Linked DNA regions of Mus musculus: region 2 is linked to region 1. The links are chromatin contacts, called in public Hi-C maps. All regions are on one chromosome and are shown on one strand. The core of a region is the stretch at or near the end of the contact, and the rest is flanking DNA. Distances in the headings are between cores, read along the strand shown. Region 1 has its middle 9.0 kb from the start of Nmur1. Region 2 overlaps Armc9 (armadillo repeat containing 9).

What was found. Hi-C and Micro-C count contacts between places; a contact is called where the count stands out from the background.
Region 2: a contact with region 1 is called in a Hi-C map of bone marrow-derived macrophages, with 28 read pairs. The contact joins two enhancer-like sites. A contact is called at or near these places in 3 of 39 promoter capture datasets (embryonic stem cells and neutrophils), 1 of 15 datasets of contacts at CTCF or cohesin (large pre-B cells), 4 of 484 Hi-C or Micro-C datasets (B cells, bone marrow-derived macrophages and embryonic stem cells), 12 of 115 datasets of contacts at active chromatin or transcription factors (the HPC-7 cell line, bone marrow-derived macrophages, craniofacial prominence and 7 more) and 2 of 9 other capture datasets (adipose tissue and liver).

What each region holds. Positions count from the first base shown.
Region 1 is chr1:86,375,729-86,382,467 of GRCm38.p6, reverse strand. No RefSeq gene overlaps it. Among named protein-coding and RNA genes, the nearest start is that of Nmur1, 9.0 kb to the left of the region's middle. Within about 2 kb of position 3,022, at least 61 of the 459 cell types and tissues checked have an H3K27ac peak or open chromatin away from gene starts, as enhancers often do. A contact at or near this core is called in bone marrow-derived macrophages, where this site is marked.
Region 2 is chr1:86,175,106-86,181,844 of GRCm38.p6, reverse strand. Armc9 (armadillo repeat containing 9) reads right to left here. Exons shown (of 25, transcript NM_030184.2): 9 at 4,933-5,031. Among named protein-coding and RNA genes, the nearest start is that of Armc9, 24 kb to the right of the region's middle. Within about 2 kb of position 2,679, at least 52 of the 459 cell types and tissues checked have an H3K27ac peak or open chromatin away from gene starts, as enhancers often do. A contact at or near this core is called in bone marrow-derived macrophages, where this site is marked.

The DNA of each region.
Region 1 (6,739 bases), core at 1,773-4,272:
GTGTGCCTCTTAGGTAACTTCAAATCCAGTCAAACTGAGCCATCCCAACACTGAACCACCCATTTAAATGGTAAACTTACTGTGTATATGTTATCACATTTTTTCCCATCACTTTGCTCTACTGAATATACTATGACATATTTCCTTCTTTAAGTGTTTTATCCGGTTGTTCCCACCATCTCTAAACAAGTCTTTTCTGCTTTTTCCACAGAGGATGCTGTATCCAAACTCAAGGTTGCAACCCATTTGACCCACAGGCTCCACTGTGACGTTCTTGGCCAGCCTGACTAAGCCCCCTGAGTCTCATACAAGTTACAGTGGGAGGAGTTCCTAGATGTTGGCCTAAGAAGGCTCTGCCCCCTCCTGTACTCTGAGCTCAGAAGAGCTGACCAAACCAGGGAAGAAAAGCCACCCTCTCTGTTTGATCTACTATTGCACAGATTCTGGCTAAGCAAAGAGGGGAGGCACAGGGCCCATGAGCAGTCAGCAGAGGCTAAGGGGGAAGGAAGAGATACTCTGATGGCAGTGGGAATCTCATAGAGGCTACAGTGGACCACGGAGCTGAGAGAAAAGTTCCCTGTAGGAAGGGAGTTTCCTCAGGGATGATCCTGGATGTGTGGTGACAGGGTGCACACAGCATGAGGTCCTAAGCACCCTTGGAGAGTGGTGGGCGAGACAAGAGGGATTCTGGGAACAAAGGGGCCTGTGGAAAGATGCTATTTCAAGTTGAGTTCTCAAGGGCCACCTGTCACAAGCACTGGGTAGCCAGCCCATGGGTAGATGTCAGAACTTTTCTCAGAGACCACCTCTGGACTCCAAGAGACTTCTGTTCAGTGTCACATGGAACAGTGTTCCTGAGGGGTGGAGTCCGTGTGTGTGTGTGTGTGTGTGTGTGTGTGTGTGTGTGTGTGTGTGTGTGTGTGAAGGGCTGTTCCACCAGAGAAGCACAGGGAACATGGGAAGACGGGCACATAGGAAGACGTGAGGTATAATGTGCTTCTTGCTGTGAACTTGCCACATCTATCGAGGGTGTCCTCAGGCTCTCAATGGCCAGGTTCCATAAGTCATAGGCCACCGGTGGCTCCTGGAATAGCAGCCAAGCTCGGTCCTTGAGAAAATGGGCTAGGATGGAGAGGGTAGCAGCGATCCCTACCTAGGGCACTCACAGGGCACAACCAGAAGCATCGGCCCTGTAGTGCCCCTAGGGGGCGCTGCTGCTCCTGTGCAGTGTCAGGGTAGCGCTTTGTGCTCCTCGGGCTAGGAGCCAACTTTTCTGAAAGGATATGGCGTGTTTGGGATGTGTGTTGTAACATCTCTCTTTCTCATAGAATCTGGTTCATAGGCATGGCACCCCTGCACTACCGTGTGTGTCGATAGAGACCGTGTGGATGATCCCGCGGTCTCCAAGCACTTCTGCTGCTTAGAGACCTCTCCCCCACTTGGCCTTCTGGCTTGTGGCCACACTATTGTCTTGTAAAGGAAGTTAGGTGAGCCGGGCAGTGGTGGCTCAAGCCTTTAATACCAGCACTTCGGAGGCAGAGGCGGGCAGATTTCTGAGCTCGAGGCCAGCCTGGTCTGCAGAGTGAGTTCCAGGACAGCCAGGGCTACACAGAGAAACCGAAAGAAAAAAAAAAAAAAAAAGAAAATAATAAAATAAAATTTAAAAAGTTAGGTGAGTGTTTAGTGAGGGCTGAGAGTTCTTGCTGTTTAAAGTTCGGATCCACAGAAGCCTGTGTAGATGCCTGGTGTGTGCAGAGGGTGCAGGGGGTGGGGTGGGAGTGGGGTGGGGGAGGGGCCTCAGGCTGGAATTCCAACCTCAGAAGGCACAGGCAGGATATCCCGGAACAAGTCAGCTAGTAAGGTTGGTCATACCTTCAAGCTCTGGTTTTCTGTTTGTTTGTTTTTAAAGATTCCTTTATTTTATGTATATGAGTACACTGCAGCTCTCTTCACACACAGCAGAAGAGGATTCTATTACAGATGGGTGTGAGCCACCATGTGGTTGCTGGGAATTGAACTCAGGACCTCTGGAAGAGCAGTCAGTGCTCTTAACTACTGAGCCATCGCTCCAGCCCCTCAAGCTCTGGTTTCGATTGAGACTCTGCTTCAATAGAGAAGATGCAAGAAGAATCCAGGATAATTCCTGGTATTAACCTTAGGCCTCCACATGCACACATATATACCACATGTGTAAAAAGATACATACACACCATACACACATGTACATTATACATATGTGCACAGGGGCACACCATACACACATGTACATTATACATATGTGCACAGGGGCAGTCTAGGGCTCCTTACCTTGGTACACTTTTCCTCACCCTTAACACACACACACACACACACACACACACACACACACACACACACACACACACTTTTGAGACAAGGCCTCATGTTTCCCACTGCTGTCAAAGTCTCAGTGGAGCCAAGGGTGGTGATGAATTCCTGATTCTCCAGTCGTCCCCCTTTCAGCAGCACCACAAACGGCTGACTCCTGGGGGTTTCATACCCAATACTTCTGGATTGCTGTCCAAGCTTATCAAGGCAACCCAAGCCACAACTGGTAACTCCTGCTGCCTAAGTCAGCTCACACATTCCTGTCCCCAGTGACCTTCCTCCTGTAAAGCCACTGTCAGGACCTCCCCCCACCCAACCCCCACCTCCAAGAGCCAGTAGGATGGGTGCAGCAGGGCCAGCTCCTCCAGGACAGATGGCCTGAAAAGTGACAGGCCCCCTGTAACTGGACCAACCAGAGTCCATGCAGACCCTGGGCCTGAGCCTTGATCCCCATCCTCCCCTGAGGTAAGCAATAAAGCGGTGTAATTTTGTGGTAACCAGACAGCAATGTAAAGGACTGAGGGGACAACCCTAGACACGCTCCTTGGCTGCTACGTTTCCTTATGGTTAAAAGTGTTAGCATCTGGGTGTTGAGTGGTATCCGGGAAGGGCATGGAGGAGCCGGCTGGCATGTAGCCCTGGGCTGGCCTGCCACATCCTACCGGCTCATGTGGCTCTAGAGTGTGTGTGTTGCAGTCTCAGCAATGGTGTTACAGGAGAAAAGTCACTGGGGACAGGAACGTGCAGACCAGCTTCGGCAGCAGGAGTTCCTGGTTGTGGCTTGAGTTGCCAGTGGTCTGTGTGTAGTAATGAATCCACCGTTACTGAGGCTGGAGAGCTGAGGTATTTGAGCTGCGGGGGTGCTACTTGCTACTTTTGTGTTGGTATGAAGTCTTTATTCCACTTAAAGAGTTGGTAGTAGTGTTCTGTATTTTAAAACGCTGTTCCTAGATACAAGCTTTTTTGAGGGTGAGGAATTTCTATTTCTAGGTTGTTGCAAAACCAGAAGGTGCTATATTTAACCACACTAAAGCACCAAAAAAATTGTCATGTTTTTATGCCAATTTTTAATATTTTCCAGCATAAGTAAAGCATTCCATGTGAACGTGAAAAGCAGGCTGATGTGGTGGCTTTACCCTGGACTTGGAGCTCTCTTATGCTGGTTCTTAGTCTTGTTAATAAAATGCAGTTAAAACCAAGGAGCATTTTACTAGCATTTAAAAGTCAAGCAACAGAGCAAGCAAGATGTAAATCTTAGCCGCTGCTAGGAAGAGGGAAATGGGTGGGAGGAGAATCGTTTCAGGCTAAGGAACCTGCCACCGGCAGGTCTCACATGCTGCAAAGAGAGAGCCACCTCCTGCGTGATATCCTCTGATTGCCACATGTGTGCTGCAGCAAGTACACACACACACACACACACACACACACACACACACACACGGAGAGAGAAAGGGAGAGAGAGAGAGGTGATCTAAAGCTATTATTTTTAATTGTGTGTGTGTGGGTGTGGGTGTCGATGGAAGCCTGAGGCACTGGGTCCCTCTGGAGCTGGCGTTACGGTGGTTGTGAGCCTCCAGAGGTGAAGAGTGTACACTCTTAACATCTGGGCCATCTTCCCAGCATCCAAATATAATTAACCAAGAAAAGTGGTGCCTTTGAAGTTAGACCAAGCAAGCTGACAGGTTCAGCGATGGAAGTCAGCAAGCACTTACTTCGTAGGAGTGGGAGGGGAGGCGTCAACGAAACAGTGAAAGGTCCAAAGGGATCAAACTGAAGTCATCAGACTTGGTGCCAAATGTCTCTACTCAACGAGCCATCTCCTGGCCTCTTGATGACAAAAGCTCTGATGTTCCTGGGGAACTTTTGGATGTTGTATCTATGGCGAGCATGACATCAGGAGAGATTATATTCTTTTAGGTCGAGAAAGTTTTAAAAAGCTTAATGTGGACTGGTTAAAATTAGTAAGTGTTAGCTTGATGGTGATTTGGCCATGGGAGGTATGAAGCAGTTTATTGCCATATTAGAATCAAAGGTGGGGCTTAGTCTGTCTGTGGTACCACTGGCCTGGAATCATTGTGTTGGAAACCTACTTGGGTCACGTCATGGAGGTGGAGACAGGAGAATCAGGCTCTCAGGGTCATCTCTAACTACATAGCCAATAGCCCTGGCTAGCCCCACATCATAACCTGGACACACACACACACACACACACACACACACACACACACACACATACACACACACACACACCACCTTCCCATACCATGGTTCAGAGCTTTTTTCAGGGAGTTAATTGAACGATATGGCAGCCAAATTGTGATACGGTACTAAAGCAGATTTTGAACCATTGGGCGAAACTGGCTTGTTCATGTCCTCTTCAGGGAACCCCATGTCTGGGTCATGATTAGAGTTAAGGCCAAAGAATTGGCCTTTTTGGTTGCTATCACAAGCCATTTAAATATATTCGATAATTCTTGGCAGGGTATCCATGACAGTTATACATATGATTCAGTTCGCTCATTCCTGGCAGAACTGTCTTTGTCTTGACTTTGACAAGGACTCTGTCTGGCCCACTTCTCCATGCTTAAATTAGGCTCTGAAAACGAAAGCCACGGCCACAGCTACATTCCCAGAACGAAGGAGCTGAAGATCAGATTCCAGGAAAGGTTCTCTGATTTCAGACCTTATGAAAATGAACTGCTATTGTTCAGTTCGTCCTTCTCAATGAATATGGATCACGCCAGCCAGTGGGGAGCAGCAGCGGCAAACTGTGAGACTTCAGTGCAACGCTACACAGACAGCCAAATATGCCAGCCCTGGAGACTTTCAGAACTACAGATATCTCGGGAACAGTTACCCCACGTACAAAACCATCTTGCCTAGCTCCTGCCATGTTTGGAAGCACTCACATCTGTGAACTGACAGACTCAAGGTTGCTCCTGATTCAAGGAATCAGGGGTGAGTACCCTCTGGTATGTTGCCACCAGGAATCACAGCCTGACATTACTTGGCACCTGCAGGCACGAGCAAGGGATGTCAGATTTCAGATGTCAAGTCTGAGGGCTGAGGCCAAACCGTTATTTTGGTTCCCAGGTCGTGGGTTTTATGGCATGGATGTGGGATACAGTCTTTGCCACTATTGGTGTGATTTTCACACTTTGTATCATACATAATGAGGTCTGGTTATACTTCCAACCGTTTTATAATTTCTGGCCCTCGGGTATTTTGTCTGCATGTATGTCTGGGCACCATGGGTGTGGCTGGCATGCCTGGTATCCTCAGAGGCCTTGGGACTGGAGTTACTGATGGTTGGTGAAGACTTGAGCCCAGGTCCTCTGTAAGAGTAGCTAGGACACCTAAGCACTGAGACATCTCTCCAGCCCCAAAGGCATCTTTGAACCAGGAATAGGAACAAAGGAGTCTAGTGGAACCGTGTGTTTAGTCATCTAGTAAGGTCATCTCTGAGGTTGACAGACCTGCCACTGCTGAGTAATTAATCCTCCTTGGCTAGGGTTGGCACTGCAGTCTCGCTACCCTCTGGGCCTCAGTTTGGATTTACACATGTCTTTTGAAACATTGCTGGCTTGTAGCTGGGTGTAGCTGGCCTACTGACAGACAGGGGTGGGGAGAGCTTTGGCATCACAGGCACCCGTAGGGCAGACACAGCACGGTGTCAGTGTGTGTTAGAGTCCAGGAGTATTCTTTCGGGGATATGGCCCACAGATGTCAGCATGGTCTCAGAAACTCTGTGGCCCAAAAGAGGCTCACCCCTATTGTGGTTTGAATACAAATGTGTCCCCCCCCACACACACACCCAAAGGCCCATACATTTGAATGCTCAGTCACCAGCCAATGGAACTGTCTGAAAAGATTAAGAGGAGTGGCCTTGTAGGGATAGATGTGGCCTTGTTGGAGGAGGTATGTCACTGGGGATGGGCTTTCAGGTTTCAAAAGCCCAAGCCAGGCAGGCCCAGCCAGTCTCAGCCTGCCTCTCTCTCCCTCCCCCTCTGCCTCAGATGGGGATGTAGCTCTCCACTACTTCTCCAGCACTATGTCTGCCATGGCTGCTCCCACACTCCCCACTATGAGATAATGGACAAAGCTTCTAACACTGGAAGGAAGCCTCCAATTAAATGCTTTCCTTTGTAAGAGTTACTGTGGTGGTCATGGTCATGGTCATGGTGTCTCTTTACAGCAATAGAACAGTGACTAAGACACTATAATCCCAGTCCTCGGGCGGCTTGATGATCACTGTTGGTTCGGGGACAGTCTAGGGCTACAGAATAAGACTGACACAAACAAAACAGTAACAAAAAATCCCCCCAAAGAAAACTAGCTTGAGGGGCTGGTGAGATGGCGTAGCAGTCAAGAGCACTTGCGGAGAATACAAGTT
Region 2 (6,739 bases), core at 1,430-3,929, 200 kb after region 1:
CTCTGTAACCAGGAGAGGGCACGTACAGAAAGTGAACCCCTTTACCCTGAAATAAGGACAGTTGGGAGCAAAGGTGAAATGGGACCTGCTACCTCTAAGACACCTGAATCCTTCCTAGGATACAAAGACATAAACAACAGACACACCCAGAAAGCTGAGCGACCAGCATGACACTGAGAGGAGACCCTGGCTCACAGCCAGGAGAGAACTAGGGACAGTCTCAGCAACGCACAGCAACTAGCACAGCAGAGAGCCCTCAGCCAGCTCCTGATGACCAGTGCATCTGAATGACAGGGAGGACCAAGCGCTGACTCCCAGGAGTCTCATTCTTCACAACAGGCAACGAGGCAGAGCAGACAGCGGGCACACAAATGTCTCTGCCGGGATCTGTGGAAAGAGTCAGGAAGTCTGTGTCTGGAGCTAGGGAAGGTCATGGTTCTACCAACTGATTGAGGGCTAACGGTGTGAACTGCCACGGATTTGTGGTTGGGAATACAGGACATTCATCTGTGTGCGAGGCAGCACCAAGGGGACAGGATCTCAGCAGGTGACTCTCACCACACTGAGCCTGAAGTGGAATGGCCATGTGGACAACTGCAGGTATCCTGTGAAGACCTAGAGAAGTTACAGGAGTGCGATGGCTACAGTTGCTGAGGCTCTGCCAGAGCCAGGGCCACAAAACAGGGAGAAGAGCCATGCTTGGCTCCATTCCTCAACAACTGAACAGACCACCCTGAAAAAGGGGGACAACCACTATAGCCTTTGTAACACTTGACTAAAACAAAGGAGAGTGCAGATGCGGCTTCCCCTCGAGGTCTATCACAGAGTAACTCTCATTTCCAACACATCCTTACCTGGAGACATGGGGAAAACAGAGGGTTAGTTCCCAGTTGTGCTGTTTGTCCAAGTAAGGATGCACTTAAATGAAAATGTCTCACGGACTCCTAAGTCCTGGAGAGTCACTACGGGGCCTTGAGACTCACTTGAAATACGGCTCGAGTTTCAACTGGAGGATTGGCCAGGGATCTCTGACACAGTCGGTCACCCTCTTACACCGTCCTATCCAGGCAGAGCTTTGGAAGGACTGTCCCTCACCTGGCCTTATGTATACTCATCATTTGGAGTAAAATGGCAGAGAAAGAAAGGATGAGCCGTGCAATTTCACAGCCATAGGCTAGCCAGTCCTCTCCACCCAGAGAGGAATGGCTGGATGTACGATACTGCCCTCAAACTTTACAAAGTGCCGGACATCTTTAATCCCAGTGCTCAGGAGGCAGAACTCTTGTGAGTTCAAGGCTAGTCTGGTCTATACAGTGAGTTCCATGATAGCCATGGCTATGTAGAGAGACTCTGTTTCAAAAAACTGAACACCACCGCTACCTCTACACAGCACAGGAGCTAAAAGCATACTAACAAGAACAGAATGCCCTTAAAAGCATAGTTAGGTTTGACAAGGGGGGTACTTGCATGGAACCCCAGCACGGGGAGGGGCTGAAACAGGGATTATAAGTGTGAGGCTAGCTTGGGATCCTGTCTCAAAACAATAAAAACAACCACAAATGTCCTAATAAGCTAAAGAGTGAGCTGTAAAGCAGCTTAAGTGTACACATTTTTAAAGGTCTGGAGGATGTGTGTTTAACCCAGGCAGATGGGAAGCTATGGGAGGCAGCTGAGTTGAAAGAATTGGTTTGTGTTCTGCCAAATTTACTGTTAAATTGCGATTTCCAAGCCAAATGTTCATATGGCCCTAACCTGTATTGATAAACTGACTCTTCAGCAGGTCGTACAGGGATGAGTTGGCACCAGGTTCCCTCTAACTGCATGGTGGTGACTTGTGTAACCTGAGCACTAGGCATGCATTCTGTATCGATGGGGATCCAGAGAGTGGAGAGATAGCTCAGAGCTTAGGAGCACTTTCTGCTCTGGAAGAAGATCTGAGTTCAATCCCCAGCAATGATGTTTGGTACTGTACTCACACACATATAAACATAATTAAGATAATAATAAATATTTTTAAGACAACAGGGATACAGTCTATAAAATACAATTACATGTTTTTGTCTTTGTACAAGATTGAAGGCCAGGCATGGTGGCACATGCCTTTAATCCCTTGGGGGCACTTGGGAGGCAACGGCAGGGAGATCTCTGAGTTCCAGGCCAGCCTGGTCTACAGAGTGAGACTGTCTATAGTGCCATGCCATTACCACAGTACTCAGGGGCTACTGTTGGCTGCTGTGAAAAGGCCATTATGTGGCGTGGATGTCTTTCTAGAATCTTAGAAAATTGTCTTTTCTCCTGTGCCCAGGGGAGAATCCTGACTTCTCACTAGGCAGCCGATAACACACTCTGATTCCTACCTATCCCAGTTCTGGCCCTTTAAGGCAAAGATGAGGGAAACTAGAATTAGGCCAGCCACATGAGGACAAGGGGACACACGTGATTCACTGTCACAGAACATCCAGGAGAATCCTCTACCTCAAAACACAAGAATATCACCAGTACCAGTCCTGGGAACAACTGCATTCACCTGCCAGCTCTGACAAGGTAGCATTTTGGACACAGTGGCCTGGGCATGAGCAGACAAGGGCAGGCAGGAAAGTCTTTCTCCTCTCCTGGAGTCTGTGAGGCCTCTGCCAGTATGGCACTTCTTTTTTCTAAGTAGAGGGATGACTCACTGAGTTTATGTGACAGGGCACACCTTGCTGTGTTCCACCTGCCCACCCATTCCTGCCAACTACAGAGCCTGCTAGAGAAAGGTTACTTCTGCTCATCTATGCTGCCCCCATGTGGCTGCTCTGTGGTAAGGCCAGCTCTTGGTTGTTTATGCTGCCCCCGTGTGGTGGTTCTCTGGTAAGGGCAGCAGTACAGGCTTAGCAGGCTGTCCAGAAGTGATGACTCCTGATGACATTCTCCACAAATGAAGCCCATGCTCTCCAACGAGAGCTTTGCCAGTGTTGATGGTGATCTCTGCACACCCGCTGAGCAGTTCTTTTGTCTTGTATTCTAATCCAGAAGGGTGTGTGTGAAGCAATCCAGATTGGAAACCAGTGCAGTGAATTTTACAAACAGCAGTGGGCTTCAGGTGGGTGGTCAACGGCCTGGCTTGAAGCACTGACCCAGCAGTTATGAGGCTCGTCAGGGACTCTGTCCAGAGTGGACCTCCCCCACCCAGCCTCTGACCAAGCTCAGGCAGGTCTGAGCTCCAGGGTGCAGGTGGGCTCCTGAAATTTGAGGGTGTCCTTAGAGACACTGGTAGTCTTCCAGGGTTACGAATCCCTGAGTCCACACTGTGCACTCTTAGATGTGCTGTCCTAGGAAAAGCATGTCACTCCCCAGAAAACACTCAGCCCGGGATGCAAACCTGAGCCCAACCCCAAGGCAACACCAAACAGGTAAGGGGAGTAGCCTGCTTTTCTAAAGGAGGACTACAGTTTCCCCAAGTGTCAATACAATGAGAGCCAAAGAAAAGACCAGGGGAACGGTCCAGAGCAAAGGAGCTACAGAGTCCAGACAACGCACACAATGCAGACCTATGTTAGTGGCTATGACGAGCAGGAGAGGTTCCGCTGACAAGTGGAAGTGGACAAATTCGATAAGATGACATACTGGAGCTGATAATTCTGTGATTAGTAAGAGAATAATAATCTTCACCTTGTCCCTCTCTTTGGTTTGGAGATATGGTCTCCCTTTTCAGCCCAGTCTTCTGTTCCCTGTGGAGTCCAAGCTAAGCTTTAACTTCCTGCTCCTTCCTGCTTCAGCCTCTTTAATGCTGGGATCACAGGAGAGAGGCTGACCAAGGCAAACAGTTAAGGGTACTTGCTGCTTTTCCAGAGGACCCAAGTTCTGTTTCCAGAACTCAAGAACTCTGGAGATCCACAACCTCTGGCCTGTATGCATTCATATGCACACAACCACATGCAGACATGCTACAAAGAACTAAAAATAATAAAATAAACCTCTAAAAGAAAAGGAAAAGAACTCCACTTTGGAGTCAGGTATGGTATCCCATGTCTGTAATCCCAGCACTTGGCCGGTAGAAGCATCAGAGTTTAAGGAAGTTCAATGCCAGTCTGATCTACATGAGATCTTGTCCCAACAAAGCAAGAAAGCAGCAATAAATATACACCAGCCTGGCAAGTATGTACAAATGTTTTATAAACCCTATTGTGTTTGTGTATGGAGACACATGGGGGTGGGGAGACACACACACATAGAATCACACAATAAATACATGCTGGTTAAGAAGACGCCAATGTTCCTTGCTATGCTTGTGATTTTTTTCTTTAAATCTTTAATTTGCATAAAAAGTTAAAAAGTAAAGTCTTATCTTAAGCCCAATCTCTCACCCCCAACTCTCTTGTATGTGTGTAAGCATGTGTAAGTACAGTCATGTATGTGGCATGTACATGCAGAGGCTGGAGAACAAAGCTGGTTGTTAACCCTCAGGCACTGTCTACTTTTTGTGGAGAGAAGGCCTCTCTCTCCCTGTCCTGCAGCTCACAGTAAGCTAGCCTGTCTGGGTGGCAAGCCTCTGGGACCTGCCTTTGTGTCTTCCCAGCACTGGGGTGTCACACATTCCAGGCCTTAGGGAGCAAACTCAGGTCCTGGTGCCTGCACACCAAGCGCTGTACTGAGCGCTCGCCCTAGCCCACGAGAGTTCTTTTAAAGACAGCAAGGTTTCGATTTGTTCCTCCTGACTCTCAGGCCTCAGTGCGCAGGAGCAGCTGCCATGGTAGATTGAAAGAGCACCTCTCCTTTCTCACCCAAAGGGCTAACCTCAGCTGCAACCTCCTCAAAAATAGCTTTGTTTTCCTTCTGGGAGCTTCTAGCTCCTGAATGTCACTTTCTCACAGGCTTTCATTCTCTCTAATAACTTCACTTGTAAGTCTTGGGGGACAAACCCAGGATACCCCGTCTCTCATGGCACCTCACCGTCCCAGGCCTCGTGAAGTCCACGCTGTGTGCCAGGCTCTGCCGCATCTGGTTACTGAAGAGGCGGACACAGACACTCTGCAGGTACTCGGGGGTGATCTGCAAGGATGAGGGAATCAGGTGAAAGCCATGCAGTTTGCCCATAGGACCTCCGGTATCTACAGCCAGGTGAAAGCCATCAGACTGCCCACAGGACCTCCGGTATCTACAGCCAGGTGAAAGCCATCAGACTGCCCACAGGACCTCCGGTATCTACGGCTCCTGTAGCAGGACCGCAGCTACCTCAGCATCTCCTGGAGACCGACTGATGGGATGGATGGCCATGCCAAAGAGCGCATCGTCCCCTTTGTCCTAGTTTCTGCTACTGTGACAAAAAATACCTTATAAAACGCAATGTAGGTTGAAAGGGTTACTTTAGCTCACTACAGCCCGTCACTGAGGGGAAGTCAAGGTCAACAGAAACTTGAAGCAGCAAGTCACATCCAGTCAAGGGCAGAGGGAATGCAAATGCTTACTACTTAGCTCAATTTCTGCACTTTACATAGTTCAAAATCCAGATCCAGGGAATGGTGCTGCCCACAGTGGGCTGGGTCTCCTCAATCAACTACCTTAAATCAAAACACTCTTCTTTCAGACATGCCTGTTGGCCAGCCTGATGCAGACTCCCTCACGGAGTCACTCTTCCCAGAGGGTTGTAAAGTAGGGCAAGTTAATAATTAAAAGTAACCACCGAACCCTCAGAGCTCTGGGGTAGAGTTCACACACTGACCTAGGAGAATAAAAGTAACTGACTTGTTTGAGAGATGTGGCCCAGCAGTTAAGAGCTCTGACTGCTCTTCCACAGGACAGAATTAAATTCCCAGCACCCACATGGACAGCTCAGAAATGTCTGTAATCCAGTTACAGGCGAGCCAACCCTCTCGTTAAATACAAGCAGGCAAACAACCGATGCATAGCCCATAAAAAAATTAATAAATCATGCTTAAAAAGTGATTACAGGTTTGATCACCGGCTACCCATCTGTGCCTTTCACTCAGTGCAGTTCAGTTGCCATGGAAGCTAAATGGTTTCTCGAGCTTCTCTGTAGATTCAGGGCATAGAGTAAGTGGGCAGCCTTATGTCGTGGCAAGAGTGACAAACTCTCAAATCTGAAGATCAGGGATCCAGCTTTGGATTCCTGACAACATGAGGAGCTCAGTAGCCCTACCCCTGCATTTCCATTCCTGAGCCGTCCATGAGATGAAAGATGCCCAGCTGCCTAGCCCACACTAAGGAGGGATAAGGCCTCAAACGGGCCCAATACTGAGGAATCGCTGGCGGAGTGGATGACAGACATGATCAATAAGCTGTCAAGTGCATGACATGATGCTGACTTCCTGCCATGAAGGCTCAGACTGGCTTTGAACTCGAAATCCTTCTGCTTCTGCCTCCCAAGGCCTGAAATTAAACCCTACCCACCTACATACAAAGTTCAACCATGGATGGTGTTGCTGAGTGTTACAGAAAACAGGTATTCTGATAATTTTTAGGAGAGTAATTTGACAACATATGTCAAAACAGTGACTTAGCAATCCATGTTCAGGATCTTTTCTGCACTCCGAGCAATACAGATTATGTAAGAGTCCTCACGGCAGCACTGTCACAGCAGGCAAAGGTCTCCATCTCCATCACTGGAGATCTGCGAATGGGTCATCGTCACGGCGGGACCCTGAGCAAGCATTTGCAGCATGAGATAGGTGGGATTCACGGATGCCTTTTCTTTACAAGTGTGCTAAAGGAAGCCAGGTATGGTTGTGGGCAAAGACAT